2 separate regions of the Sus scrofa genome follow, and region 2 is linked to region 1. Evidence: chromatin contacts called from public Hi-C data. All regions are on one chromosome and are shown on one strand. Each heading gives the region's core, a stretch centred on a gene start, on an enhancer-like site or on the middle of the called end of the contact. The rest is flanking DNA. Distances are from core to core; before and after follow the strand shown. Region 1 overlaps RIIAD1 (RIIa domain-containing protein). Region 2 holds the start of TUFT1 (tuftelin).

Evidence for each region. Hi-C and Micro-C count contacts between places; a contact is called where the count stands out from the background.
Region 2: a Hi-C map of mesenteric adipose tissue shows a contact between it and region 1, with 2.6 times the contacts expected there. The contact joins the promoter of TUFT1 here to the enhancer-like site in region 1. A contact is called at or near these places in 4 of 5 promoter capture datasets (fetal liver, fetal skeletal muscle, liver and 1 more), 19 of 47 Hi-C or Micro-C datasets (alveolar macrophages, blood, brain and 12 more) and 2 of 2 datasets of contacts at active chromatin or transcription factors (alveolar macrophages and skeletal muscle).

What each region holds. Positions count from the first base shown.
Region 1 is chr4:97,498,196-97,501,437 of Sscrofa11.1, reverse strand. RIIAD1 (RIIa domain-containing protein) reads left to right here. Exons shown (of 5, transcript NM_001159765.1): 3 at 778-824; 4 at 1,960-2,087; 5 at 2,659-2,763. The coding sequence ends at 2,030. Among named protein-coding and RNA genes, the nearest start is that of RIIAD1, 7.9 kb to the left of the region's middle. Within about 2 kb of position 1,462, at least 28 of the 83 cell types and tissues checked have an H3K27ac peak or open chromatin away from gene starts, as enhancers often do. A contact at or near this core is called in fetal liver, mesenteric adipose tissue, omental adipose tissue and 2 more, where this site is marked.
Region 2 is chr4:97,702,945-97,706,186 of Sscrofa11.1, reverse strand. It overlaps TUFT1 (tuftelin), which reads left to right and starts at 1,533. Exons shown (of 12, transcript XM_021089860.1): 1 at 1,533-2,749. The coding sequence starts at 2,687. It overlaps CGN (cingulin), which reads left to right. Exons shown (of 21, transcript XM_013997148.2): 21 at 1-1,382. The coding sequence ends at 44.

The DNA.
Region 1 (3,242 bases), core at 213-2,712:
GTTGCCCCAGTGTCCACTGTACTGCAGGACCAATGACTACCTCAAGCCCGCCTTCTCAGCTTTGGGTGTTGGTGGTTTTTTTTTTTTTTTTTTTTTTTTTTTTTAATCTGTCTTTTGTCTTTTTAGGGCCACACCCACGGCATATGGAAGTTCCCAGGCTAGGGATCAAATCGGAGCTGTAGCCACCGGCCTGCACCACAGCCACAGCCACGCCAGATCTGAGCCACATCTGTGACCTACACCATAGCTCACAACAACGCCAGATCCTTGACCCACTGCCCTAGGCTGGGGATCGAACCTGCGTCCTCATGGACATTAGTCAGATTCGTGCCACGGCCACGACGGGCACTCCTCACCTTTCTTTACTATACTCTCCCCGCACCTGTGGCAATTACTGGTTACTCTTATTCAGGAGGCAGTGGGCTGCATATCTGTCCCACCGCACCCAAGTCCCTCGAGGACTCGGCAGCGTGCTCGACAACTTGCTGCCTGGCCCTATCGTGGCCTCCAGTTCTCATTTTGTTGAGTGAATGAATGAGGGCTTCACCGGGCTGCAGCACCAGCTGTCTTGTGAGGCCAGTGTTCCCTAGGCTTCTTGCTGTTTAGAAAGTCTTGGTCCTGACCCCAGATCCTGACTGCAGGAGAAGCAGGAAGAAAAGGGTCCTTGTCAGGAGTTCTCTGGCTGTCTGCCTGCCACGGTGGCTGTGTCTCAGGTCACCTGCCCTGACAGTGCAGGACCAGCTTTACTTCCTCCCCTTCTCCCTTGATGTTTTCCAGAGAAATATTTCTGCAAAGACCAGACAACATTCAAGAATTTGCGGCAGGTAAGTCAGGCGGCCTCCATTTCGGGGCGTTTGATAAGCCAGCACCAGGAGTGTTATTGCGAATTTAGACTCGGACAAGCCCAGGATTCTCCCTGCAGAGACTAGGGTATTTCTTTACCTGATGGCTCCCAAGAGAGCTTTGCTCAATAGTCTCTTTCCTCCGGTTGTCATTTCCTCAAAATGAGGACAGATAAGAAATGAGGCAGCACTTGCTCAGGGTGAGGATTGTTAAGAATTCTGAGATTCCCAGAGGAGCAGACGGGCGGCTTTTTCCCCGGGAATCGTAAAGCAGGGCTGGCATCCCTGGCTGCACATTAAAATCAGCTGGGGAGCGTTTAAAAAATACCGATGCCCGGGCCGTCCCCCGGGGTTCTGACTTAATTAGTCTGGGGTGGGGCCCGACAGCCCCGTTTGAAAGGCTCCCCAGGTGATTCTAATGGGCTCTGCTGCCCCGCGACGGCTTAAGGTCAATGGTATTTAAAGGGAAGGGGCGGGGCCGACGGTTTCGCGGGTCCTGTCGGCCCCCGGGAGTCGAGTCGGAGTCGGTTGCCGCCCCAGCCCGTTTCTGGCTGAATCGAACGAAGGACGTCTTTGCTGCCAGAGCAGATGCTGCCTCTGATTCACACTCTGCTGGGTGTATAAAAATCCTCCTCTGTCGTCATCCTGCGAGAGAGCCTGGCTCTCCGCTGCGAGGATATTCTCAGAGGGCGTCATGTCTCCGAGACAGGAGCCAGCAGGCCGAGTGGAGACAAGAATGACACTTGGTATCTCTTTGGGCCCCGAGGTGGGCCGGGAGCAGAAAGCCGGAGGCTCCCTCGGCCCTCCGCTGGCTCCCTGTGCGTCAGCAAGCTGACCAGAGAGCAGCAGGGCGGTGTGGAGGGGACAGGGCCTGTCCTGTGTCAGCCTTTCCTGGGAACGCTTGAGCTGGAGGCTGAGAGCTGCTGGGGGTGGGGGGCAGGGGGAAACAGTGACCTTGGGATTTGCTGTGACATCTCATTTACCTTGGAAAGCGGGGGCCGCTGGTAACAGTCCTGCTAAGACAGAGCCACTCTAACTTTTTCGCAGAGTAAGCGCCTCCCTCCCAGTCTTTTCCCCTTGGGTTTAGACCATTTCTTCTTTTTGATTCTTGTCCCAGACTATTTCACGGATCCAAGACTTCCCAACAAGATTCACATGCAGCTAATTAAGGAGAAGAAAGCGGCTTAATTAGCAAAATCATGATGCTCAGCTGTTGAGAGAGCCCAGAAAGAATCCAGCCTCAGGGTGGGTGTTAACCTCACTTACAGACAGAGGCTTCTTTACTCCTGTGAAAATACGCACGCACCGGCTCCTCGGCCCAGGGTGTGAAAGAAACCAAACAGACGCTGCAGAGAAATTTCGTGCAAGTGTTGAGTTTTCCTGACACCACTCTGGGGAGTTGGGGGCTGTGAAGAGAGGCTCGGGGTTTGTCTGGCATGTCTGTGGCAGGGAGAGACATCCGTCTTCTTAATCCAGTGACACAGATTAAGAGGATGGAAATGGGAGTAGCTGTGGAGGAAAGAGAGGCAGCGAGATGGGGGTGGGAGGCCTTAGGATCAAGGCCTTGCGCTGAGGCTGCGGAATTCCAGCGTGGCCCTCTCCTTCTGTCCAGAGGGGCTTTTCCTACTGCTTCTGGAAAGTGTGGGGGCAGTTTGGATCGGGCGCCCCCCGCCCCAGGCAAACCCAGCTACGTGATGAGGACCATCACCCATTTCGCAGGCTCGATTTCTGAGATGGTTTTGCAGGTCGGGCTCTTTAAATGTGAGGTAGGCGGAAGCCACACTCCGGAGTTAGTAGCACCGTTTCTGTTCCGCAGGGTCATCTGGGAGCAAGAGAGCCCTGCTGCCATCAGTGTGGGTTTCCAGGCTGCCTTGGGCTGTGTCTGCTGTTGCAAAGGCTTTTAAAGATACTCATTAAAACCAGACCTTCCTGCTCTCTCTGCTTTCTTTTTACTCCGAAGGAGGAAGACATCCTTCCTGGGAGGGCTGCTCTGGCCCTGATCTGACCCAGCAGGTCGCAGGCCTGTTTCTTGGTCCGGGGCAGAGGCCTCCGCTAGGTCTGCGGGCTGTTTCCACAGGTGCCTCATCCGTGTGCTCCCTGCCTCCAGCCCCTCACTCCCAGGGCCGAGAGGGGACCAAAGAGCAGGGGCGGGGATCCTGAGAGGCCCGCAGCTGGTGGTGGTGGTGCTCAGACAAGCAGAGGCCACGTTTCTGAGGTGGCTTTCGTTTTTTATCTTACCTCCTGGGTTACTGTGCAGTGTGGACAGGTGGTGATTAACTTTTATTTCCGTAGCAGCAATAAGAAGAGGAACTGGGCTGGAAGGACAGCAAGAGAGAAAGGGATGGGACATAGAAAACCCATTCGGGGTCACGAATATTGTGAAATAAGAGCTCAGTGGGT
Region 2 (3,242 bases), core at 284-2,783, 200 kb before region 1:
CATCACTGCTTACAGAGAGCAACCTGCAGACCAGTTCTTGTTAGCTCATGGTCCACAAGGCCCAGAAACCACACTTGAGGCCTGTCCTGGCCAGTCCAGCTCTGCTCTGCTCTGCCCTGCCCAGCCTCAGATCCCCGTTGCTGTGGGAGACCCAATTATTCAGACCTATGACAGGGAGGGGTCTGGGTGATGGTGATAAAAAGGCATCAGTGTTGAGCTGGTGGATGGGCTTTCCCTTTCCTCTGGAGGAGTGGGCGTTTTAGCCAGCTGAATCCTCTCCTCAAGTGCTGACTCCCCCCACCCCGACTCCCTCACAGCAGCAGCTCGGTCAGCATATAGGCTGATTGAGCAGGAGAGGAAGGGATCGAAATTGCCATGTGTATAAAGCTTTATTTCTTTAACCCTACACCCCAGGCTCAGGGAAATACCCTATATGATTCTGCTCCCTTGACTCCTGTAACTCATTTTCCTCCCATTCTGGAGCAGGGTAAGGAGGACATAATGGGTAACGGACATGCTGGCGTGGCTCTACCCACTTCTCAGATGCTCTTCTTTGCACAGTCATGGGGCCCACGTGGTAGTCCCCACCTGTCTCCAGTCCTATATTTTTTGTCTTCCCCAGGCCAAGATCCAAGGGACCCTTTCTCCTCCCCTTCCCGTCTTTACCATTTCCTCCTTTCTTTTCAGTGCCTTAGCCGGGGTGAGGAGATAAGGATGCCCTTCTTGCCTTTTATACCTGCACATTCATACCTCTCCAAGAACCCCTCCTGCTGCCCCAGTGACCGATGGACAGAGCTACCAGCTTCTCTACTTAGGAACCCCTGCGAGAGGGACTTTGGTAGGGCCATGATAAGGTGGTGAGGCCTGGTTCTGCTCAGGGTTTCCATCCTTCCTCTTCTCCCTCTCTGACTGGATGTGCTTGTAAGATGGTCACACCTGGGAACCCTAACAACTGTCTACACAAGTTCGAAAAGCAAAGGTTTTGGTCTCTGTGGCCTTGTGATCAGATGTGCCCAACCTCACTAGGGAACTGAGGGACCCTCAATATCTCAGGAGCTTGGTCCTCATACAGAGGGGCTAGAGGCTGACTCTTGGTAGAAATGGAAAGAGGCAATGGAGGATTTATTCCTCCTTTGGGATTTGGGGAGAGCCAAGTTCTGGTGGGGAGGAGGTAAGGGAGATGATTCATCTCTCTTATTTCCTAAGCAGGCTCTGTACAGAGCCTTGAGGAGGGAGAAGTCTGTTTTCACCAATAACTTGTGATTTTGTGATTAAAAAAAAAGTTCCTCTATTCTGCAAATCATATATTATCTCCCAGTTCAATCCAATCCAGCATTGAATTTATTTTAAATTAAACATAAAATTATATATCTATTCTGAAATTTTTGACTTGTCTTCTCATTCTCCCCCATCTTAACTTTATGAAGAAACCATTTTATTGTTCAATTTAGAGACCGAAGCTGGGGTTTTCTTAACTTCACTTTTTAGAGGTCCTTTACAACAGATCAGATGGAACCTAGGGAGCCTTAGGTTCCCTAGGTTTCCTTTATTTCCTTAAGAAATAAATGGAGTATTGGTAACAGCTCCCTTCTCTCCTGAACAACATTCTGGGAAGAACAAGGCCAGTAAATGCCTTCGAGGGTTAGACTGGAACTGGTTTTTTTTTTTTTTATTCCTTGGGAACATAGGGATAGCCCCAGCATTCACCTCTTAGACACAAAGATAGCCATCCATTCCTACCTGGCATTCCTCTTGTGTTGCCTTGAACAGGGAGCTAGCTGATCAGCAGAGCCTTCTGTCAGATTCAGGCTTTCTGCCCACTCTGGAGTGGGTCAGGCCTCCTCCTGTCATGTCCATATGGACCATAGCCTGGTGGAGAAGCCATATGCTAAGAGCAGCTGGACTGGAAGAGGCTCCAAGATCTTTCTTGATCATCCTCTCTTCTAGGTCCTTAAGATGCTAACCTGGGCCAAGGGAGCAAATGTCATTGGAGAAGTTAAGGTTCATCCCTTCTCAAGAATACAAATTCCTTTTAAGGCAATGTGTCCCGCCTCTCCCATCCATATAAGGGCAGCTTTGATATAATAGCTTCTGCAAAACAAGCCCCACCCAGAGCCAAGCTGGCTTTGACTTTGGCCTGGGCTTTCTGCCAAGGAAGGGCACCTGCCAGACTGGCTTAGGCCAGTCTGAGTGAGCTGGCCCTGGCAGCCTGTATGGCGGAGGAAAGGTTTCTCAGTTCTACAAAGCCTACAGGCTGGCCTAAATATAGGGAGAGGAGAATGTATGGAAGGTTTTTTTCCAATTTTGCATCCTCTAGGGGCTGGCAGGGTGAACCTCTCTTACCAACACTGGCCTTAGAGTTGAAATGAGAGGGCAAGACTAACGTTTGAGGTACAATCATATAACACTGGACAAAACTTCAGTTAAGTAGATAGTAGCTCCCAAGCCCCACCTTTAGGTAAATCGGAGCGAGCGCAGACGGGCGTGGCCTGAAGCCTCTAGGCTACGCCCACTTCACAATTTTGCTCAGTCATTGGCGAACCGCGTCCTGGGGGCGTGTCCTATTGCCAGCCTCCGCCCCTGACGCACCTATACAAGGGGGGGGCGGTTCGGCGCGCGCTCGCCTAGTAGGAGCCAGACTGCAAGGCGGAGGGCTGTGTGTGTGTTCCGTGACCCTCTCGGGAAGATGATGAACGGGACGCGTAGCTGGTGTACACTGGTGGACGTGCACCCGGAAGCGCAGACCTCGGTAAGAAAAAGCGACCACGTCGCCTCCCTCGCTCGGTACTCTTGGTTTCTAATTCCGCCCCAACCGTGCCCCGCGCGGAGTTCGCTGACATCACCTGGTGCCGTGCGGTCAGCCCCTCACGGCGCTTCTCTTTTTGTACCGCCTCGCGGCGGGCAGTGGGAATCCCGGGGAGTCTCGGGCTGAAGACTCTTTTAAGGCTTGAGGACTCTGGGCGTCCCTGCCCTTTAGGAGGACACTGCGGCTACGGCCAGGGGCGCGGTGCAGGTCTCCAGTGCGCGCTGTTCAGGCGTCCTGTGGGCTCCTAGGTTGAGTCGTAGAAGAATGAGCTCTGGGGACGGGATTCCTGCGCTCTTTTGAACTTTGGTTCCCAACAAGGGGAACGAGGCTTTTTGTGGGTCCTGGTGACCTCAGAGACCCTTCAAAGAACTTAATGGTGATCAGTAGCAAGACAAAGGGAAGAGAGTGAAACCCTAGGGCTTCAACTCGAGAACGG